Regions from separate parts of the Mus musculus genome. Here region 1 is linked to region 2. The links are chromatin contacts, called in public HiChIP or PLAC-seq maps. All regions are on one chromosome and are shown on one strand. Each heading gives the region's core, a stretch centred on a gene start, on an enhancer-like site or on the middle of the called end of the contact. The rest is flanking DNA. Distances are from core to core; before and after follow the strand shown.

Region 1 (7,305 bases), core at 960-3,459, 53 kb after region 2:
ATCTCCATCTTTGTAACCTGTTAGAAGATTCTTCCAGAGACTGAAATGAGAACTAGGCTGGCCCTGTTGTCTCCAGGCTCAGGGGGAGGTTCTCAGTTCCTCCATGAAAACTGAGGCAGCCTCCAGAGAGCTAACTTAGCTCTGGGCCCTTCTGGAACTGGCTCCCCTCCTGGCTGTGGTTTACACGTGATCGCTGCTGTCTGAAGGCGCCTAGGCTGAGCTCAGAGCAGGTGAGCTGGATATTGGAACAAGAAATATCTTGCATGTGTGCATAGGGCAGGTGCTACATGAGATGAGGAAACATAGTATAGATCAAGAAGTTAGAGGCAAACTTGGATCCTGGTCCTGCCTCCCTCCAGCGTTAGACAGACCATTTTGCCTGTGTCTCCAGAATCCTGTCCTAGTCCAAAGAGGTACAGACAATTGGATCTCACCCCTTAGCTGCTCATTCTATTACATGTTGCTACCTTTTAAGCAGAAATCACAAGTTTAGAAGAAAGGCACAGTGGCATCTTAATAGGCTAGAGGGACAAGACAAGGTCTCAGAAGTCCTCGTACCCTAAATGTCCATAAGAACAGCGGCCCTGTCTTCTCCATGCTAGCACCCTCTGCATTCCACTCAGCGTCCAGCACGGCTCAGCCTGAGGTGCTCACCACTCACCACTATCTCTTTGCTTGTCTTTGAACATTCCATGTGTCCATCCTCCATACAGCTTTATTGGGTGTCGGGCACACATGGAGGAACAGTATGTGTCCCTTGAGGGACAAAAGCAGACAGCTGAACATATAAAGGCATTTTGTTTTTTTCAGTTTTAGTCTTAATGCATTTTATGTGTCTGGATGTTTATCCCACCTGCTAATCGGACAAGTCCTGAGGCTGAGTACCTCGGCCCCTGACTGCTCCAACGTCTTGGGAGTCTGTATTTTTCTTACGAAGTGAGGAGTCATTACCAGAGGTAGTAGGGGCCCGATAGTCTTTGGATTCTTTGTGTGTGTGTGTGTGTCACATTTTTTAAATTTATTTTTTATTAGATATTTTCTTTATACACATTTCAAATGCTATCCCGAAAGTTCCCTATACCCTCCCTCCGCCCTGCTCCCCTACCCACCCACTCCTGCTTCTTGGCCCTGGCATTCCCCTATACTGGGGCATATAAGGTGTCTTTGGATTCTTTATGGAGAATATAGATCAGGTTCCCCTCCTTGCCTAGCCCCCAGAAAGGTACCAGCTAAGTCTAGGGACAGCACTGTCAGGAGCACCCACCTACCTGGAGCATAGCTCAGCACCCGCACACTCGGTTCCTCAGCAGCCAGGACCTGGTAGAGCATGTCTCGGGCAGCCTTCCCCGCACAGTACAGACCCCAGCCTTTGTAGGGCTGCAGGGCACACAGAGATGAGATGTTAACCACAGTCTTGCTCAGGCCAGGGCTATCCTGGAAGGCATTCAAGGTGCCGGAAGTCAAACAGAGCATGGAGGTCAGGTTCAGAGCCCAGTAGTTGTTCACCTCAGCTAGGTCATTCACGTTGAGGAAGCCTTTGGAAACATCCCCAAGAGTGGCTGAAAAAAAAAAAAAACGGGACCAAAGAAATGACACAACTGGGGCACTCTTCTCCCTCAGCCTTCCACAGTTCCTCCTCATAGGCTATCTCTCTGCCCCAGCTCTGCAGACACCCCTAATGCAAGCAAAGAATACTGTAGTAAAGCAGAGTGATTTGTTCAAAAAGTCTTGACTCACACATCCGCCAGGAGGCACTGTCGCCCCGTAGTGACACTGATACACCCTCCCTCCTCTTGGACTTTGGACTTTTAGGGACTTGCCCTTCACCTACCCAAAAGCCTATGAGGTAAGAGCTCGCAGCCGGGGTCTGGACGGGACTCTCACCTGCGTTGTTGATGAGCAGCAGGCGCTGCAGCCCCTCGGGCCTCGGGAGCTCGCGTACTGCGCTCAGCAACCGCTGCACGCCAGCCTCGGTGCCCAGATCGGCGGCTGCCAGCACCACTTTCAGGTCAGGCTGCTGAGCGCCCAGCTCCTCCTTCAGTTGCCGCAGCATCGACTCACTGCGTGCGCTTACGAGCATCACGGAACCGGGAGACAGCAACCGGGCCAGCTGCGGGGCCAGGGCGCGACCAAAGCCCCGGGAGGCCCCGGTCAACACGCACACAGCGCAGCCCAGCCCGCCTGCCTCCATGCCTGGAACTCAGACTCATGCGCAGCTACTGAACCAGGACGGGGCGGAGCCTATTCTTGGCTTGGGACGGCGGAAGTTCGGGCCAGAATCCACTGGTGTTTGGGCGGGGGAAAAAAAAGCCAGGCAGCCGGGCCTCGGCAGGAAATCCTAATCCCCTTCCCAGCGCTTCCGGGTTCCCCTTGAGCGCCACTCCCACAAACTCAGCCCCTTTCTGAGAGGCGCGTTCTCAATTTCCACCCTGTTCCAGGATCAGCTTCCTCCTCCAGGGTTAAGGTTTGTCTTTATCCATACAGGACATACCAGTTAGAGACCAGTGACAGCCTTGGATGAAGTGTGTAGAGCTTGTGGTCCCTTTGCACTCTGATTAACAGAAGCCTTCTCTGGAAAAGCACAGCAGCTTCCCCAGGAGGTGCTAGGCAGACAGAACCAGAAAATGAAGAGCACACACAGGGGAAGAGAAAGGCTGAGAATCACAACAATCTCACGAACAAGACTCATCACCGTCAGTGAAAACGCTTGGTTCCTTGGGACCTGTGTACTTATCCTTCAACCTGCGTCATGCACTCTAGAAACAACTTCATAATCTCAAATGGGAAAGAAAAATATCCCAGCTCTCTGGAGATGTCTGAGGAGGACAGCAGAGAAAGACATAGAGATTGCTTTGATCCATTTTTAGTCTGAGGTGAGCTAGAGTCCATCGGAATTACAGGCAGGCAGGCCAGCGGCTAGCTCCTCTTTGTTTCAGAAAGTTCAAGTGGTAGGACTAGTCACTTAGCCTGGTCAGATTGGGAAACCAGCAATCAGTAGGGGCCATTCTCAAGTTCCAATTTTTTTTTTTTAAATTGAATGAGGCTTTTGTCCTAGGCCAACGAAATAGGGGACCTAGAGCGATGCAAATCCTGTAGGCCTATATGAGAAGAGAGCCGGAATGTCTCTCTATAGGTTTTTAAAAAACACTGTCTTGTGCCAAATCAACACGTCATTAATGCCTTTTCTCTATGCCAAAGTTCCCTTTCAGCAGAACTGTATATTTAAAACTACTTACTTACCACTAATCTATTGGATTTGTTATCTTATTTCCAAAGTAGTTGAAGGATCTTCAACAGACATAGTGAGTTCAAGGCCATCATGCTGAGTTTGAACCCCAGAACCGACATTAAAAACACTAAGTGTGACCAGGCAATGGTGGTGCTCCTAGCACACAGGAGGTAGAGGCAGAGGCAGGAGGATTTCTGTAAGTTTGCATCAGCCTGGTTTACAAAGCCAGTTCTAGGACAGACAGCCAGGGCTACACAATGAAACCCTTTCTGAGCCACGTGGCTGCAATGAAACCTTTAATCCCAGCAGTCTGGATACAGCAGTAGGAGACTCCGAGCTTGAGGCCAGTCTGGTCTACAGAGTGAGTTCCAGGCCAGGCAGGGCTACACAATGAGAAACGCTGTCTCAAAAACAAAAAACAAAATTAAAAAACAAAAAACAAAAGCAAAACTTTTTGAAAGATGGACAGGCATAAAGAACTATACACATTGTCCTCTGGCCTCCACCTCCAACTCATCCACTGACAAAGGAATAAGCACACACAGACATACAGACAAAGCCAGGAAAAGAAGAATTTTTTTAAACCAAAGTAAGCATACAGGGTCCTGTTTACATCTCTCCTTTAAAAAAAATCATTTATTTATTTAATGTATGTGAGTACACTGTCCCTTTCTTCAGACATACCAGAAGAGGGTATCAGATCCCATTACAGATGGCTATGAGCCACCATGTGGTTGCTGGGAATTGAACTCAGGACCTCTGGAAGAGCAGTCAGTGCTCTTAACCGCTGAGCCATCTCTTCAGGCCTTATATCTCTTTTTTTTTAAGTATCTTTTTAACATCTTTTTATTTGTTTGTTTGTTTGTTTTTTATGTATATGGGTTTTAGCCTGCATGTATGTCTGTGCACGACATGTGTGCAATGCAAAGTGGTGGCCAGAAGAGGGCCTCTGCTTCCCCAGGGACTGCAGACACAGTCTGCTATGTGGCTAGTGGGAATTAAAACCAATCCTCTTGAGGAGTAGCCTGCTGTTCTTAACTACTCCCATATCTCTCCAGCCCCAGTTTCATCTTTTAAACAATAAAACAAAATGGTAGAGTTTGGTGATGCTGCTTGTAATTTCAGTAATTTCAGGAGGATCAAAACAAAACAATATAACAAAAAGCCCATTTAACAATGTGATTTTACTTCCAATATATAAGAAAGATGCAATGATTAAGGGGTGGGGGGTTGTTAATGTTAGAAATTGATACACATGGCCTTCTTTTTGCCCCAGTGCAGGGCCATCTGCCTTGGCTTCTCTGAGGTGCCTGGTCCCATGCTGCATGGAAGTGAGACATCCAGGTGACCCACAGGGTTGACAAAGCTGGGATCTCATTGCCAGGCCACCAATTGGAACCTACTCTGTAGCAATGAGACTCCCCCAAACCATCCAGCATCCATGGAAGAACTTCCTGGAGTTCTCAGCATTATCACCCTGCCTGAGTCTTCTAAGTCTTACCTACCAGGATGCTCCTGCAGAAAGGAGGTCAGGCCTTGCAAAGGGCCACCTGGGGCTGAAGTCGACCATGGACTTCATCGCTATATTTAGGATAATGCAAGTGCACTCCCACATGATATATTTAATCTGTGTCCTTGTGCACATGCATGTGTGTGCTCAACTTTATGTATACATAGTGTGTGCCGACACATGTACTTCAGGCTCAAATGCCATTTCACAGGTGCTGGACACCTGGACTTTTGGACACAGGCTTTTGCAAAGCCATTGAGGTTGAAATGCACCTGCCTAGCCGGATGATGGTGGCACACGCCTTTAATCAGGAGGAAGAGGAGGATCTCGGTGAGTTCTGGGAAAGCCTGGTCTACAGAGTGAGTTAGTCAGGGCTCAGTATAGAAAGACTGTCTCAAAAAATAAAAATAAAAAAAAGGGGAGGTATGTCTGTCTCCATGTCAAAGTTCTAGGTGACAAGCTTTATTCAGCATGCTGCCTCTCCCCTCGCAGTCTGGGGGAATAAACTCAGACCTCACATGGGAAGCAGGTATTGTTTGCACAGGAAGTCATTGTCCCAGCCTTCTTGTGCTACTCAGTCTCACCCAGGCTGCAGATGTCACACTCTTGACTTGCAGCCCAGCCAATTGAGGGCCAGGAAGAGCAAACAGTGTGTCTATGCAACTTCTTCCACGGACATTCCAAGGCAGCCCAGGAATGGAAGGAGTTTTGTTCCCTTATTATGGTGTGCATGAGAAAAAGGAAGGACAATATCATATTAGGTAGGCGTTCCAGTGCACTCCCCCATCCCCCACCTCCCACCCATTGTTGGTATGAGTTGAAGCAGGGACTCCAGCAAACCAGGTGCACTGACTGACGCGGTGCTGCTGTAGAACGGCCAAAAGGGGGCAGTAGAACATCAGTTTCTGACTGGTTGCAGCAACCTTCTTATTGGCAAAGGGTGGTGTCTCCATGCTCTCCAAACCTTCCTCCCCATTTCCTCCCACGGGACTACCAGGGAGCACTGGATGTATACGTCCTTATTGCTTCCCACAGGGAGCACTGGATGCATACGTCCTTATTGCTTCCCACAGGGAGAGCAAGGAGCACTGGCTGCAGAGATCCCCAGTACCTCCCACCGGGCCAGCAGAGTCCTTACTTCATAGCTCCTCACTGCTGTGCACAGGGGAGGAACTCGATGCTCAGGCCAACCCAGATGTGAGTCACAGGAAATAATGACTGCACATATAGATGCCGGTTTTCTTCTTTCCAATAGAGAGGACTTCTGATTCACGGGGAATATGTGGCCATTGTGAGCCACCGTGTCACTTTTCTCAGACTTGGGCATAAGATTTGGGGCAGGGGGTGTTTGTTTTTAAAGAGAATGTCATGCATTCTAGACTGGCCTCAAACTCTGTGTTGGAAGATGTCCTTGATCCTAGTTCTGATTTCCAGTCTCAGGGAAAATCCACAAATTCCGTAGAACTGGCTAAACGTGACACAGGTGAGATCGCCCAAGGGGTGAGGGGACTAAACCTGCAAACAGTGGGCATGAGACCCCATCTTCCTATTTTGCCAGTTGCATGTTTGAGCTCAGGCTTGTAGTGGCTTGTGCCTTCTCTTCTGGCCATGGTGCTCCATGGAGAAGTTAGATGAGGTTAGCTCAGGGCTGTAGTCAGAACACACCTGACTACAAAGCCACCTGGCCACACAGGGGACAGTCCTGAAAACTTCTGCATGTTGACCTGGGTTTCTTTGGGATGGCATGGGACTGGGACAGCCTCCTGTCCCTCCCTCCACCAGCTAACAGCTCAGCAGCTTCAGAAGGGGGAAGTCCGGCTACAGCTCACGTCTGTAGTACTGGGACATATTCTCAGTAGGAAAAATAAGTCATCTAGAAGGGAGGGAAGGAAGGAAGAAAGAAAACAGCATCAGTGGTGTAGACCTGTGTAGACTGTGAAGGCAGGAAGATCAAGAATTCAAGAACATCCTCACTTTCTGAGTGAGTCCCAGGCTAGCCTGACCTCCAGGTGTGACCCCTCAGTTAGAACAGCTCTTGCCCAGCAGGCAGGAAGCCCTGGGTTTCTTCCCCACAACCAAATAAACCAGGCTTGGCAGGTAGATCGTGTAATCCCTACATTTAGTACGGGGAGACAGAGAATTCAAAACTCCAGGTAATCCACAGCTACATAGATTTAAGAAAGAAGACAGTGAAGGCTCGGTGCACAGCTCTCTCCCCTACATCAGTTGGCGGCAGGCAGGAGGACCTACAATCCTTGGCTGCCTGGACTGCACACAGAAAGCTGTAGTCAAAGCAAGAGGAGACAGAAAATAAAAACATTCCTCAGTAGAAAGACCTGACAGTTATGTCGCCATGGGAATTAACTCCATGTTCACTGGTAAAGATAAGAAAGGGCATGCGTCTAAAGTGTAGACAGTCAGTAGTGAGGAGGGAAGGGTAACAACAGAGTTGGAAATCTCTAGGTACTGCTATGAGGACTGAATTGTGCATGATACACAAATGATACACACGTGACCACAGAGGTCTGTCTCTCTGTGTCTGTGTCTCTCTCTGTCCCTGACTCTG
Region 2 (7,010 bases), core at 4,279-6,778:
GAAGGTATATTCTTTTACTTTAGAATGAAATGGTCTATAAATATCTGATATATCCATTTGGTTCATAACTTCTGTTAGTTTCACTGTGGCTCTGTTTAGTTTCTGTTTCCATGATCTGTTCATTGCTGAGAGTGGTGTGTTGAAGTCTCCCACTATTATTGTGTGAGGTGCAACGTGTGCTTTGAGCTTTAGTAGTTTCTTTTATGAATGTATGTGGGTGCCCTTGCATTTGGAGCATAGATGTTCAGAAATGAGAGTTCATCTTCATAGATTTTTCTTTTGACCAGTAAAGTGTCCTTCCGTATCCTTTTTGATAACTTTTGATTGAAAGTCGATTTTATTCAACATTAGAATGGCTACACCAGCTTGTTTCTTTGGACCATTTGCTTGGAAAATTGTTTTCCAGCCTTTTACTCTGAGGTAGTATCTGTCTTTGTCATTAAGGTGCATTTCCTGTATGCAGCAAAATGTTGGGTCCTGTTTACGTATCGAGTCTGTTAGTCTATGTCTTTTTATTGAGGAATTGAGTCCATTGAGGTTAAGAGATATTAAGGAAAAGTGATTGTTACTTCCTGTTATTTTTGTTGTTAGAGATAGAATGAAGGCAATCTCTTAACTAAGGTTCCCTCTTCCCAGATGACTCTAGCTTGTGTCAAGTTCAAAACAAACTAAAAATTGCATGGATCCCTTCTGACTGAACCAGGTTATTCCTACTGGATACTCAGTGTTTATGGCCAGATCTTTCACCTTATTAGCTGCGAATGCTCCCAATACTCAGAAAAATTACATAAACATCAATTCACAAGAATACAAAACCATTCCTTCATTTTGATACTGTTCTATCTAGCTTTGCCTTTGTCTAATCTCTATGGAATCTGCACTTTATTTCTGTCCTTCCTCCAATTTTTATGGCATCTAGTAAATGTTACCTTCTGTCATCATGGCCTTCCACTAACCAAGAAATGAATTTGGGTAAGACATGGCTGCAGTATTCTCTCATGTCAAATAGGATTAAAACCTATGCAGGCATCATGATGTTCATGATGCAATATGAACAGATATTAGCTTTAAGAGGAACATTGGAGTTAGAAGGGTGATGTTGGTTAACACTGGAGATGAAAAATAGGAGGGTTTGCAGCTCGTGTGAGACTGTCAAGTTGATCAAAGAAGAGGAAGAATGGGGACCCAGGAAGAGAGCCAGTATCAGCAGGCCAGCTAGTTCTCCCAAAGCCTCCTGCCCTAAGACATATCCAAGGGGCCTCTGCCTTTCTGTGTATTCTTATTTTTAGTGTATTTAATCTCAGCAGACTAAATGATAAGTAAAAATGACCTCTAGTAAAAAGCTTTGCCTCTTCCAGAAAAGAGACCATCCAGTTTTCACCATGGACTACAAGCATAAGAATGAAGGGACCAAGAAAAGACTGCAGCTTGATAGCTGTGACAGGAGTTAGCTCCTTGGTAAACTGCAAGCTGATCGTGTAAACTTGAAAATAAAGAGAGGTTAGTCTAATTAATGGCTAGCAGGCCCCATCAACGAACTAAGACCGACCAGTAACACCTGCCAGGTCAGAGAGCAAAACACCCACCAGGGCAAATGGTCAGCAGCCAGCCAAGATCAACATCTAACAAATCAAGTCAGAGAAGGGCAGAGGGGACTTCAAAGTGTGACCATTTCCCATACTGATTGAGCAGCATGGGATCATCTACCTAGCTGGGCCAGAGAAACATGAACAGAGCCTTAGGCCCTGCTTTGAATAGGCTTATGAGGAGCCCAGAGAGTTAACCAGTTTCTACCAAAATCACCTGAATCTTTGTTCAGTTTCTGTCATAAGTCCTGTTTAAAAAAAAAAAAAAAAAAAAAAAGACCTCAGCGGGTTTTCTCCTCTTAGAACTTCTCCCATTGTCGGGGGGGCTCCACTTTTCCTGTAATGTACCTATAATAAGGCTTTGCACTCACCTCACTTAGCTCCATGTCTTTAATCTTCATTAGCATGAAAGAATGAGCTCAGGGGTCACTGTCTCAATCTCACTTCTGGTGACCGAATGAAAATGAGGACATGGCTGCTCCTATGGTTGAGGAGAAGAGGTTTATCATAGCTATGAGGGAGAGAACAGCCAGAGGCACCTGGAAGAATCTAGACTGAACCTGGTCAGCCAACTGAACTGGGCCATGAGAGGAGGGGAGGTGAAAGATCTAGAGAGGAAGATAAGAAAGAGGGACGAGGAAAGAGGGTGAATGGACAGAGACAAAAACCAAGAACCAGGAGAAGAACTAAGAGAGCACATAGCCAAAATCGCTGAGTTATATAGGCATCAGACACTGGGGAAAGGGAAGCCAAGGGGGGCGGGTGGAAGCTGAAGGGGTTTGGAGTGGGGGAGGTGGTGAGAAGTGCTGAGAGGAGCCAGGACTGTGTAATGGGTGCTTGTGATGCTGAAAAAGACTAGTGACCAGTGCCCACTTTGCTGTGTTAAGTAGGCACCTCAGTTAGCCATTTGTCCCAGGTTTCTTTGAGATCTAACAATGAATGACCAGTGAGTGTCTAGCTTCCTAAGTCTCACACATGTGAATTGAGAAAAGTGTCTTCATTCTCGAGCACCAATAGCTTGTCAAGCATCAATAGCTTTCGGAGTTTTAAGAATTAGAAATAATGGGTGAAAGATATAACTCCGTGGTACAGTGCATTTAGCACACCAAAGTACTGTGTTCAGTCTCCAGGAAGAAGGAAAAAAAAAATCACTCCCATGAATCAACTTTGCCAAGATGATCTTAAAACTTTCCAGGTGCCCATCCAGAGGCATGCTTCCAGCCTTCACCCCCTGGAGCTAAAGTGAGGCATCCAATGCGGGTTCTGGGAACCAACTCAGTCCTCTGCAAGAGCAGAATATGTTCTTAACCACTGATCCATCCACTCAGCCTCAGCCTCTCTTCTTGACGTTGCTTTGCTACTGTTCATTCTATCCTCATTCTGTAAGACTCCTCTCCAGAGTCACCCTCTCCTCCGGGTGTCTTTTCCTATGATCTAATTTTCCCTCTTGGCTTAGCCTCTTGTGTACACCCAGAAAGTCCTGTGTGACACTTTCACTGTCACTGTCTCACCCCTTAGATCAATCAGCTCTGCCCTTCACTGCAGAGGAGCTAAGAGCACAAAGATTGGTGTCAAGCACTCTAGATTTGGTCTACTACGCCCTTATCTTGTTTCTCTATCAGTTGCTATGGTAGAATATACTGACAAAAGCAACTTAAGGGAAAAGGGCTTATTCCAGCTCCTGGTTCCAGGTTACAGTCCATGATGACAGAGAACTTGGGATAGGGAGTCAAGGCAATGGAAGTTTACAGTGACTGGTCACATGACACCTGCAATTAGAAAAAGAAGAATAGAACATGTGTTTGCTTGGGCTCAGCTTGCCCTCTCCATTTTGTGTAGTCCAGGATAATGGTCCCACCCCAAATTAATGAGTCTTCCCACATCAGTTTACCTAATCAAGGCAATCCCTCACAGATATTTCTAGAGGCTAGTCCTTTCACAGATATTCTCAAGGTTTACCTTCTAGTTGTTCAGTTGACAGTACTAGTGATCATGGTTCTAGTCCTGTGGTTGGGTAATAAATCCCTAACTAGCTTCCTCTCCCATTTTATGAGGTTGATAATGGTATCTACCTCATAGGGATATAGTGATCATTAGAAACAAAGTACTTAGGGAAAATGTTGATCTTAATATCACCATTCACCTGCTTGGCTCTAACACTTTGACAAAGGGCTTTTAAGTGACATAATAACTTGGAATAACTGACCTTCACTACAAACCTACAAGCCCCACACCATCTCTTCTTCATCTTGCTCTCAATTCCACTCTTGACCCTGGAGTTGGAATTTCAGGCAGTTGTAAGGCATCCAATCTGGATATTGGGAACTGAACTTGGGTCCTCTGAAAAAGCAGTACATGCTCTTAACATACGTTATCTTAGCTATCTTTCCAACCTCTGTCAACATTTTCTTTAAAAAAAAAAAAAAAAAAAAGACATGGTCAAAAACTGGCTGGCCTCAAACTCACTATCCAGCCCAGGATGACCTTGACGACTGATTCTATTGCCTCTACCTCCAGTGCTGGGATTATGTACATGTTGATACGGGAATATTGGGATGTCTTAGAGAGTGATGGAACCTTTCACAGAATTTCAGAAACTCAGCAACTACCAAAACCATCCTGAGTCAGTGCTTTCAGATTCTTGTCTCAAGAATTATGAAATTCGGGGACCACATAGGATGAGTTTTAGAGGGGAATTTTATAAGATAGAGTTTTATAGGTGGTCACTTAAATGGGGAGGGTGTAGGAGAAGAGGGGAAAGAAAGCACACCAGAGCTACAGTTGAGTGGGAGGGTATCTTAGGATTTTACTGCTGGGAAGAGACACCAAGACCACAGCAATGCTTATAAAGGAAAACACTTAGAGCTGGCTTACAGTTTCCGAGATTCGTCCATTATTATCGTGGCAGGAAACATGGCTTTGTGCCAGGCAGACATGGTGCTGGAAAAGGAGCTGAGATCCTGATCTTGATGGGAAGGTAGCAGAAGACTGACTTGAGCTTCTGAGACCTAAAAGCCTGCCACCACAGTGACACACTTCCTCCAACAAGGCGCACCTCCTAATAGTGCTACTCCCCAAGTGTCAAGCATTCAAACACATCAGTCTATGGGGATCGTTCCTGTTCAAACCACCACAGAGGACACTCAGAGAATAGGATCCGATCAATTTACTGGTCTAGGGGCTTTTTAAACTACATATGGAAAAAACTGGGTATGGTGGCTAGTTTTATGTCAACTTGACACAAGCTAAAGTCATCTAAGAGAAGGAAACCTCTGTGGAACCGTGAAGGGTAGCCTGGTTCCCAGTTGAGCTAAGGCTAGAAGCCCTGGTGGCCCAGAAGGGATGGTAGGCACTTTTCCTGATTCCCAGGCACCAGACCTCTGTCACTAGCCGCAGCTAGTGACAAAAATCCATAGATTTATGGCCTTTAATCACATAAGGGCAATGCCCCAAGCCCCTTCACAGGTGGAGGATGTGACCAGTGGTCACATAGACTCAAGACAGATCACCATTTTAATGAGGTACATAAAGGCCAATAAGCTTTCTCCCAGACACTCCTCCCTGCAAAAGGTATTTAACCTCAGGCCCACCCTGAGAAGTGGGGTATGGTTTCACTCATCCATTTTCCACCATAACAAAGTAAATGTCTTAAAACCATGGACTGCCTCTTTTCATTGGAATTAGCCGTGGGAAGCCATGAAGAAGACCTTCTACTACAGAGCTGCTGTCTAATCTTCCGTAGAAGGTCTCTGTGCTCCCATGGCAGGCACCAAGTCCAGGACTGCTCCCCTCTTTTCCCCCTCAGCCCCAGGCTAGATCCAGTCGGCAGGCCCCGACTCCATTCTCTGCTCTTCCGCAGGATCCAGTGGCGCTTGGGTGTCCGAGAGCCTGAGAACCAGACAGACCCAGCCTCATTACAGGCCCAGATACCCCAAAACCAGCTCTGGCTGTCCTGGCCTCAGACTGCGCTTCCCCAATGGTGGAGCGGTGTCCCAGGGCTTCCCTAGGGCACAACAGCGGCCTGCCCAGAGTGTAAGCTCGGTCAACTTTCCACATCCTGCCTCCCAGAGTGGTTGAGCCCTGTGGCGGAGTAGACGCTGGACTGATAACCCTACAAACCTCAACTGAGAACATTTTTCCAAAAGATTGGGTTGTAGGTTTTCTTAGTGATTGGTGTGGCAAGAATTACCACCCCATTATGGTTGTTGCCACCCTTGGGCTAGTGTGCTATAAGAAAGCAGGCTGAGAAATCTGTGGGGAGCAAGCTAGTAAGCCTCGCCCCTTTTTAAAAAATATTTTATTGGTTATTTTATTTATTTACATTTCAAATGTTATCCCCCTTCCCAGTTTTCCCTTTGCAAACCTCCTATGCCAACCCCTCCCCACTGCTTCAATGAAGGTGCTCCCCCACCTACCCACCCACTTCTGCCTCACCACCATAGCATTCCCCTATGATGGGGCATCAGGAACAAGGGCCTCCCTTCCCAGTGATGCTAAATAAGGCCATCCTCTGCTCCATATGCAGCTGGAGCCATGGCCCTCCATGTGTAGTCTTTGGTTGGTGGTTTAGTTCCTGGGAGCTCTGAAGGGTCTGGTTGGTTTTTACTGCTGTTCTTCCTATGGGGTTTTAAGTCCCTTCAGTCCTTCAGCCCTTTTCCTCATTCCTTCATTGAGGTCCCCATGCTCAGTCCAATGGTAGGCTGCGAGCATTCACATCTGGAAAGGCTCTGGCAGAGCCCCTCAGGAGACATTTATATCAGGCACTTCTTGGCATCAGCAATAGTGACTGGGTTTGGTGTCTGAAGATGGGATGGATCCCCAGGTGGGACAGTCTCTGGATGGTCCTTCCTTCAGTCTCTGCTCCTCCACTCTTTGTCCCTGTGTTTCCTTTAGACAGGAGCAATTCTGGGTTAAAATTTTTGATAAGGGTGGGTGGCCCCATTCTACAACCAGGTGTCATGTCTAACCTCTCCATATGTTCTTTACAGGTTCTCTCTCCTCTTTGTTGAGTATTTCAGCTAATGTCATCCCCGTTGGGTCTTGGGAGCCTCTTGCTTTCCTGGCATTTGGGACTTTCTTTTTTTTTTTTTTAAGATTCATTTATTTATTATATGTAAGTACACTGTAGCTGTCTTCAGACAACCCAGAAGAGGGAGTCAGATCTTGTTACGGATGGTTGTGAGCCACCATGTGGTTGCTGGGATTTGAACTCCGAACCTTCGGAAGAGCAGTCGGGTGCTCTTACCCACTGAGCCATCTCACCAGCCCCTATCTGGAACTTTCTGTTCACTACCCCTGTTCCCCATCCCCCATGGTTACACAGCTCTGTTCAATTTCCTGAGAAAATATCATCCTGAATGAGGTAACCCAGTCACAAAAGAACACATGGTATGTACTCCCTGATAAGTGGATATTAGGAAAAAG

What was found. HiChIP or PLAC-seq counts read pairs in DNA pulled down with a chosen protein or histone mark.
Region 1: an H3K4me3 HiChIP or PLAC-seq map of embryonic stem cells shows a contact between it and region 2, with 26 read pairs. The contact joins the promoter of Spr here to the enhancer-like site in region 2. A contact is called at or near these places in 2 of 15 datasets of contacts at CTCF or cohesin (CD8 T cells and the NIH/3T3 cell line), 5 of 484 Hi-C or Micro-C datasets (the HL-1 cell line, LSK cells, double positive thymocytes and 2 more), 3 of 115 datasets of contacts at active chromatin or transcription factors (embryonic stem cells and pancreatic cancer cells) and 1 of 9 other capture datasets (adipose tissue).

Annotation. Positions count from the first base shown.
Region 1 is chr6:85,135,555-85,142,859 of GRCm38.p6, forward strand. It overlaps Spr (sepiapterin reductase), which reads right to left and starts at 2,210. Exons shown (of 3, transcript NM_011467.2): 1 at 1,885-2,210; 2 at 1,269-1,559. The coding sequence starts at 2,191. It overlaps Gm10444 (a long non-coding RNA gene), which reads left to right and starts at 2,380. Exons shown (of 3, transcript XR_001785286.2): 1 at 2,380-2,873; 2 at 4,506-5,069.
Region 2 is chr6:85,078,968-85,085,977 of GRCm38.p6, forward strand. No RefSeq gene overlaps it. Among named protein-coding and RNA genes, the nearest start is that of Exoc6b, 13 kb to the left of the region's middle. Within about 2 kb of position 5,529, at least 5 of the 459 cell types and tissues checked have an H3K27ac peak or open chromatin away from gene starts, as enhancers often do. A contact at or near this core is called in embryonic stem cells, where this site is marked.